Regions from separate parts of the Mus musculus genome. Here region 1 is linked to region 2. Evidence: chromatin contacts called from public Hi-C data. All regions are on one chromosome and are shown on one strand. The core of a region is the stretch at or near the end of the contact, and the rest is flanking DNA. Distances in the headings are between cores, read along the strand shown.

What was found. A called contact is a pair of places that touch in the nucleus more often than the background predicts.
Region 1: a contact with region 2 is called in a Hi-C map of embryonic stem cells, with 2.1 times the contacts expected there. The contact joins two enhancer-like sites. A contact is called at or near these places in 2 of 484 Hi-C or Micro-C datasets (cerebellum and embryonic stem cells).

What each region holds. Positions count from the first base shown.
Region 1 is chr14:76,615,142-76,619,212 of GRCm38.p6, reverse strand. No RefSeq gene overlaps it. Among named protein-coding and RNA genes, the nearest start is that of 1700108F19Rik, 60 kb to the left of the region's middle. Within about 2 kb of position 2,797, at least 52 of the 459 cell types and tissues checked have an H3K27ac peak or open chromatin away from gene starts, as enhancers often do. A contact at or near this core is called in embryonic stem cells, where this site is marked.
Region 2 is chr14:76,135,633-76,140,246 of GRCm38.p6, reverse strand. Nufip1 (nuclear fragile X mental retardation protein interacting protein 1) reads right to left here. Exons shown (of 10, transcript NM_013745.5): 10 at 2,868-4,614. Among named protein-coding and RNA genes, the nearest start is that of n-TEttc6, 15 kb to the left of the region's middle. Within about 2 kb of position 1,591, at least 4 of the 459 cell types and tissues checked have an H3K27ac peak or open chromatin away from gene starts, as enhancers often do. A contact at or near this core is called in embryonic stem cells, where this site is marked.

The DNA.
Region 1 (4,071 bases), core at 1,548-4,047, 480 kb before region 2:
CAAAACTCACACGACCATGCCTGGCACCATGGGACAGGGCTATGTAATCCACTATCAGACAGAGACACCAAAATTATGAATGTGAGCAGTACATAGTATGCCATCTGACACACACGTGCACTCTCTCTCTCTCTTTCTCTCTTTCTCTCTCTTGCGCGCACACACACACACACACACACACACACACACACACACATACACGACAGGAAAGCTGTGTGCGTGGTTGAGGATCTAACTAATTGGAGAAACACTCTAAAGCAAGTCTAGATCTGAGGTTTTCCCCAGGACACCACAGCTGTTTCCTGGTCCTCAGGCCGAGGGAGAGGCACCGCCCGACCCTGCTCCAATGCTCCAGGTCAGCTCTCAGTGGTGTCCCATGGAGTCCTCACAGAAAAACATTTGGCCCTTGAATGTTTTATTCATAAAGATCATATGTCCAAGGGAACACGAGCTAGCCAAGTCAGATGAAATTAACGAGCGTAAATCAAGAAATGCAGACCGAGCCAAAATGGGAATTTTCAGAAAATGAAGTAATCACAAACAGTGCCTTGGTTTACTTAGACCGCAGACAACCAGAGGGTTGGAGACCCCTGCAGAGAACAAGAAGCAAAGGGCAAAGGAGAAACAAGCCGGGTGCTGTGGGCAGACTCTGGCTGCTGGCTGATTGCATCTTGTATGAACCGGAATGAAGTGTCAGGGAAGAACCTGGCATCAACTGCTCAGAAAAGGCCTTGACCATGTCCTGCTCAGCATGTCCAGACTTACATCCAACATCACGGATAGCACTGGTCTCAAATGGGCACCCAGGTTACCTATCTGGTTGTCTCTGGCCAGCAAGTAGCTTAGCTCAAAGAAAACACCTGAGTGCAGACCCTCACGGGGAGAAAGCATCAGAATTAACTATTGTTCTAAAACTCATTTCAGTAAGTCACATGGTGGGACCCTCGGCCCATCTCAGGTATTGACTATAAAAACTCACTGTTGCCACATCAGCAACAGGGGCTTTGAGATGCCCATCTCCCCATCCACCAGGAACCTTTTCAAGGGAATCAGGCTTGATTAAAATACACAGGGTCAGGCATGAATCCAACCAGCCTAGGACATATCAGGTGGCTGAGCATGGTATAGCACATGCTGTCCTAGATAACTCTTTCAAAAGAACAGAAAAAAAAAAATGCTGTCCTTGGCCAGAAGACAAACTCCTTTCTGACCCCACCACTCTTTGCTCTGGTCCCAAACACCCACAAGCCAAGGCTTGCAAGTCACAGTCCACAGTGCAAAACAGCCTTTTCAAGCCCTTGATAGCCTGGTGTGTGACACACACACACACACACACACACACACACACACACACACACATATCCTTCAGTGTGTTAGCAGAGACAATCTCCAGGCACTTTTAAGGACAAAAGAAGATTCCACGAAGCAAGTTCCTCGGTGTCTTGCTACTCGGCTCTACTGTGAACCATTGGCAAGCTTTCCTAAGCGGGGCTTCTCAAAAAACACAGTCCAGAAGGCAGGCTCGGAATTGCAGCCTGGCTGCAGGCCACAGCACAGCAGATGCACGTATTCATAAGCACGTCAAATACATCACTCAAGGCCTAAATTCGCAGGCCCGACACTGATCTGGGAAGTTGGACACTGGACAGCTCAAAGCCTCCTGGATGGAATTGCTACAATTATTTTACTGGGGGAACCTGTGCTAGAAGCACACAAAGCGACACAGAAAAGGTTATCTTCATTATCGGAGAAAAAACAATCCCAAAGGACATTGCCAAGCTAGGGAGGGTCCGATAACCCAAGAGCGCTGGGCAGGCAATACACAAGATACATGGATCTGCAGCTAAAGCCTTTTGCCTTTGGGCTGAAGCATCTTTGAACATTCAGTATACGATGAACCCCTATGAACTAGCTACCACACTTGGTGCAACAGGAAACAAATGGAAATGAAATCTGGCTCCCATCAGGTAGGATAAAGATAAAGTGTCTGCACTATTTAAGTAGAGGGCTCCCCCTATACTGGGGAAGCTAAAGACAGCTCACTGGAGGGAACCACGTCTTCCAAAGGACCAAGGATCCAGGCACGGGTAGGCACCAAGAGAAGACATTTACTGGACCCATACATGTGCAGAGGTATTCTGCCAGAGGTGTTACTACATAGTGCGCCCCTTTCCTGGCTGCTGAGAATTGAAGGGTTCCCAGCTGTTGTATGTCTTTAGAAGTTTTCCTCTGCTGTCCACAGCACCTCACCGTCCCAGGCTCGTGGGTTAGTGTCTTCATCCGCAACTGCTGGTATCATTTTGGACAGGTTCTGGAGACATCTTTAGGAAGTCAGACCCTAGTAGATTAGCAAGGAAGAGACCTGGAGCAAGAAGTCCCCAGCCCTTTCTGTCCCCCTTCTCTCACGCTGACTCCTGCCTACCACAGAAGAGTTTAGCTAGCTCAAGTCGCATCCCTTTCACCTCTCAAGCCAGTTCCTGTCTGCTATAGAATTCAACTTTTAGCTATTCCAAGCCCCACCCCCACTAGGCACACCCCATATCCCTGAACCTAGTGATGTGCTAAAACACCTATCTATTTTTCTTTTCTTTTTTTTTTTTAGACAGTTACATCACAATTTAATCATCAGAGTCAATGCAATCACTTTCAAAACTCTCCTTGTGGGAGATTAATCACTTCCTCCGTTGCAGCCACCACCCATATAATTTAGGGATTCCTCTCTGGGGCTTGTCCCCAGCATGCTTTCCATGTGCAGCTGAGCACGGTAGCCTCTAGCAACTCTGTCCTTTGAAGTGAGGGTGTCATTCAGAACCATGACTGGTGAGTGTGTCTGCGGATTTGGGAATTCCACAGTGTGCACCTCCTAAGTTGACCACGGCCACATAAGCTCCTCCTCCCACAGGGCTGCTGAAACCTAACCTAGCCCAATGGTGGCAGATATTTGCCATGTAAAGTGACTTTTCAGGCCATTTGAGTCTTTGCCTGATGAGTAACACAGATATAGATCCATCCGGTTAAGAAATATTTATCAGAGAACTTTCCACATGCCCAAAACCCACACTGCAAGTGGAGCTGTAAAACCAAACCAAACAGATCTGTATTCACATAGGGCCCAGATTCTGTTAGAGGCCAATTATCAGAAAATAGACAATAGAAGATAGCGCAATGAATGTCACCATACAGACACACCCAGAGATGCCGGAGGAAAGGATACTTGAAGGATAAAGAAACCCTTAGGCGCTCTGTTTTAAAGGAAGATTAGGAATTTGCTGAATAGTTAGGGAGGTGAGGGTGTGAACTCCTAACAGAATTTTGAGGTTGTGGGACTCAGCTGTGTAAAGTGGGGGCTGGTTGAATAACAGTGGAGATAAGAGGGGTCAGGGTGCTGCCCAAGGGCACGAGAACAGTGAGTAGTCATTGAAGAAAGGATACGGCAGAAGAAGAAGACAACAGCAACAGCAACTGATAAGCCAGAGCCACGGATCTGCTAATGGGATCATTTTGTTGTTTTTGCTCAGTAAGACACTCTGCTGTCCCTTCCTTCACAGAACAGAAACTGAGGCCAAGGAGCTTAGAAACCTATTCAAGGTCACCCAGCAGCAAATGAGACTACTGGGATTCAAACTGCTGACTAAACTTAGGGTTGCCTCCTCAAAGAAATCCAGCTGATGGAGTGAGCTGATTAACACCCCTTGAAGGGCCATTTTGAAGCCTAAGTAAATAAACGGTATTCAGCAAAGGCACGGTTCAAGCACGGCCCTGAAAACCAGTAATGTTAAACCTCTCAAAGGCAGGTCAGTGGCAAACATTTGTTATCATGCACAGCACTCGCCTCTCATTGCTCCGCCAAAATTGTGCACACACCGAGGATCTACTGTAGATCCGCCCATCTACCTGTGCAAACAGTGTAATGCGTAGATCAGGAATCCTAAAAAACAACCATGCCCTTTTACCTAAATCGAAAGCAGCCTGCATATCACGTGCTGGGGCAATGGTTTGGCAGTTGTCTTAGGGTAAGTCGATGGTAATGTATGGAGTCCTTTAGTGTGGGCTTTGTGGGGATCTCACAAC
Region 2 (4,614 bases), core at 342-2,841:
GCACTCAGGCAGAGGCAGGCGGATTTCTGAGTTCAAGGCCAGCCTGGTCTACAAAGTGAGCTCCAGGACAGCCAGGGCTACACAGAGAAACCCTGTCTCGAAAAACAAACAAACAAACAAACAAAAAAATAAATAAATAGAACTTTTATTACATTAATTGGAAAAAAGGGTTAAAAATATCAAAGATACTAGTGACAAGAGTATTTCAATTATAAAAGGTACAATTTGCCAAGTCATACAGTGCTCTCAGAAATCAATGAGCAAAACCATAGAAATAACAGGTCTGAGTAATTAGCGAGCAAAATACCCAAACCCTTGTATCCCCAAACTGGCAAAGCTCAAATATTTACAAATATTTAACATTTATTCCACAAGAAAAATATACATGATATATTCTACTCATTTGTAAATGTCAAACAAAGTTATTGTTAAAAATAAAGATAGGGGCTGGAGAGATGGCTCAGTGGTTAAGAGCACTAACAGCTCTTCTAGAGGTCCTGAGTTCAATTCCCAGCAACCACATGGTGGCTCACAACCATCTGTAATGGGGATCTGATGTCCTCTTCTGATGTGTCTGACAGCTACAGTGTACTCATATGAATAAAATATATGTATCTTAAAAAAAAAAAAAAAAAGCTGGGCAGTGGTGGTGCACGCCTTCTTTAATCCCAGCACTTGGGAGGCAAAGGCAGGCGGATTTCTGAGTTCGAGGCCAGTCTGGTCTACAGAGTGAGTTCCAGGACAGCCAGACAGCCAGAGCTATACAGAGACCCTGTCTAGAAGAAAACCAAATAAAATAAAATAAAATAAAATAAAATAAAATAAAATAAACTGGGCAGGGAGATGGATCCTCTGACCCATCCTTAATGCTTTCTATACAAGCGTTAAGACCCAAGTTCAAATTCCCACGAAGTATATAACAAGCTGGGCGTGGCCACACTCAGGCCTGTTAACACCAGTGCAGCACTGGAACACACAGGAGGATCTGGGATTACTGGCTAGCAGGCTAGCTGCAGCCTCGACCCTCCTCTATCCTCCAAGTGCTTATGATCACACACACACACACACACACACACACACACACACACACACACACACACGACAACCAGTCTGTAATCCTCACTGGAAAGACAACAGATTCTAGATCAAAAGCCTGTCGGATGCAGCCAAGTCAGAACTCAGAAGTGCGGTTTTAGTCTTAAATACATCTATTACAACACCACGCAAATGAGCTGCTGAGGTGGCACACACACACCTTTTATTGCAGCACTTGGGAGGCAGAGACAGGTCCATTTCTGTGAGTTATAGGCTAGCCATGGCTACACAGTAAGACCCTGTTTCAAAGAAAAAGATAGAAAAAGAAATAAATGGTGAAAGTAAAATGATTCATATCCAGATATACTTGTTAATTGTTATTATTCTCTGAAATACTGAAATGTAGTATTTCATGCAGGCATCTGTGATCCACTTATAAACTCTAAGCTCGTGGAATTCTTGTGCTATTGTGAACCGCTGACTCACTGTACGTTACAGATCAGCTAGGCTGTTGAGGCCCTTCTTCCTAGATGAACTGCATTGAGAATCACAGCAGGGAACTTACAAAGGGTAAGCAAGCAGTTTCTAAAACTCAAGGAAGACCTACTCAATTTTCCACCTATACCACAAACAACTTGTACCCCACAGCTAAGCACACAACAGAATGACAAGAGCACAGAATGACGGGGCACAGTAGCTTTCCCAAGTAAGGTAAAGTTAACTGGGAAAATGGGATGAACCAGTACAACTGGTCTGGGAATTGACTGATCCTGAATCTTTTTTTTTTTTTTTTTAAGATTTATTTATATGTAAGTACACTGTAGCTGTCTTCAGACACTCCAGAAGAGGGAGTCAGATCTCTTTACGGATGGTTGTGAGCCACCATGTGGTTGCTGGGATTTAAACTCTTGACCTTCGGAAGAGCAGTCGGGTGCTCTTACCCACTGAGCCATCTCACCAGCCCGATCCTGAATCTTTATCTGTGATCAGTGATGCCGGGCATTCTAGGGTCCTGGAGAGGCCAGGGCTAACACAAAGCAGTTTCCCCTTTTGTCTTGCAAATAAGATCTACAAACTTCAATAATCTAATATCAGATAAAATTGATTTTTCAACTACAGTAACAGACTGGTTTTTCAGAATCCTAGCCTCTCTACCTGTCAAAAGGTAGAAGTGGGACTAGAGAGGTGGCTCAGTGGTTAAGAGCACCGGCTGCTCTTCTAGAGGATATGGGGTCAACTCCCAGTACCCACATGGCAGCTCCCATCTCTCTGAAACTCATCTCAGGATACCTGAGGGCCTTGTCTGATCTCCAGACACTAGGCACACACATGGTGCATAGACATAGATGCAGGTAGAATCCACGTACATGAAATAAAATAATAATTTTAAAGTGGAATGCTAATATAATGGTGGAAAACCTGATCCCATGGCATCACAGGAGACAAGGTCTCAATAACTCGTCAGTTGGGGGGGGGGTTTGGGAGGGAGGGACATATGACATGAAAACAGGGGACTGTTTGGGGGGCAGGCAGGACTGAGGAAGTCAGTATGATAAAGTGTCATAGCAGAAGCTGAATCTTCCTGATTAATTTGATGTTTATTTTTGAGTTTTTATTTATCATTGTCTTAGTTCAGGTTTTACAGCTGTGAACAGACACCATGACCAAGGCAACTCTTATAAGGACAACATTTAATTGGGGCTGGCTTACAGGTTCAGAAGTTCAGTCCAGTATCATAAAGTGTCCTGGCCCGTGGGACAGTCTAACAGGGTCTGATGAACCACCTGTGGAGAGAATGAGAGGCGAGAAACACAAGGACGGACAGCAAGTCTGATTGATCAAGCTGTCAAATTTTTATTATTCCCAGGCAGGTTTTATGCCCACAGAAGCAGGATATGGGGAGGGGGGTGATGCAGAATCGCTTTGTTTCTGGGGGAAACACACCTGTTCCCAAAAGCAGGATATTGGTAAAAAGTCAGCAGGGGAAACAGAACAGAATGGGTTGCTAGGTACCTGTTCTTAACTGGGGGTAGTACTTTCCCACAGAGGCCTCAACTTCTTCCCACAGAAATCTCATATTAATCTCTAAGCTAGTACTCGTCCACTAAGGCCAAAGCTTTGTGAGTAAGCACTTACGGCTGACGAGGCAGTTAACAAACAGGGTCGCTCCCAACAATAAAGGTGGGAGCATGGCAGCATCCAGGCAGGCATGCTGCAGGAATTGCTGAAAGCTCTACATCTTCATCTGTAGGCCTCTAAGAGAAGACTCCCTTCCAGGCAGCTAGTGTCTAAAGCCCAGCCCACAGCGACACACCTACTCTAACAGGGCTATACCTCCTAACAGTGCCATTCCCTGGGCCAAGCATATACAAACCATCACAATCATCATAGGTTTGCATACATGTGTTGTGTTGTATACATGTGTGTATATATGTATTTGTGTATAATGAGTGTGTACACATGTGTGTGCGTGCACATATGTATGTTTGTGTGTGTGAGAGACAGAGACAGACAGACAGAGCAGTCATGGAGGTCAAGGGTACAACTCTGTGGAGTTGGCTCTCTCCATTTTTATGTAGGGTTTTTGAGACAGAACTCGGTGTCAGGCTTGTGTGTAAAGTGCTCTACCCACTGAGCCTCTTTAAAATACTACCCTTGGTCACTGTTAAATAACTCTTGAATTGAAACAAAATATATCTCCCTTATATATATCTGGCTAAATCAAGCATTTTAAAAAGCTTTCCCTATTACCCAGTATCTTCAACTCTTAATTAACTCAACCACAGTCTTCCTTCCTTACATGACAGCAATATGGAAAATAAATAAATAAATAAATAAATAAATAAATAAATAAGGTATTCCCAGCAAATGCTACACAGCCAGCTTCTTCAACTGTGGATGTGTGCAACTGCGTGGCAACAGTAAAAGGCAGAAATGCACAATGACCACAAGTCAATTCAAAATCCAATGTGCAATGAATCTAAAGTGATTCTGGCTGCACACGCTGGGGCTGTGTCCTGTGACTTCGCTGTGGCTTTAAGCCTGAGCACACACTCCGCACTGCGCCTACCATCACACTACAAATGGCACCTCAAACCTAAGCTCAGACTCCAGACAGCTGTAGGTCTGTGAACTGCAGCCTCTCTTACGACGTCGTCTTCTGCTCTCACGGTTTGGCTATAGAAAACCAAGACTTGTAATATTTGCCTCTTGCTATGCTTCACACGTTCATATCAAATCAGTGTATGATTAGGCTCCATGGTGTTTGATTTTAAAAACTGCTGTTTGCACTGCTGACTTGAGCATCAAAAAACAAAACAAAACAAAACAAAACTCCTTATAATTTTGGCTTGAGATTAGGACAGAATTTCCATCAATTTCTAAAATGGCATCTTACATTATTCTGCCATTTTGCAATACATACTTATACAAAAGCAGTGTTTCAACATTAACAATTACAAAATCAGTCAACTCTGGAAAAGTCTGAAGATGTTCTACGTCCTGCAACATCAACCTCAGCCAAGATGTAATTCTTAAATGAAAAAAACGAAACAGGATCATTCACCTGATTGGTATGCA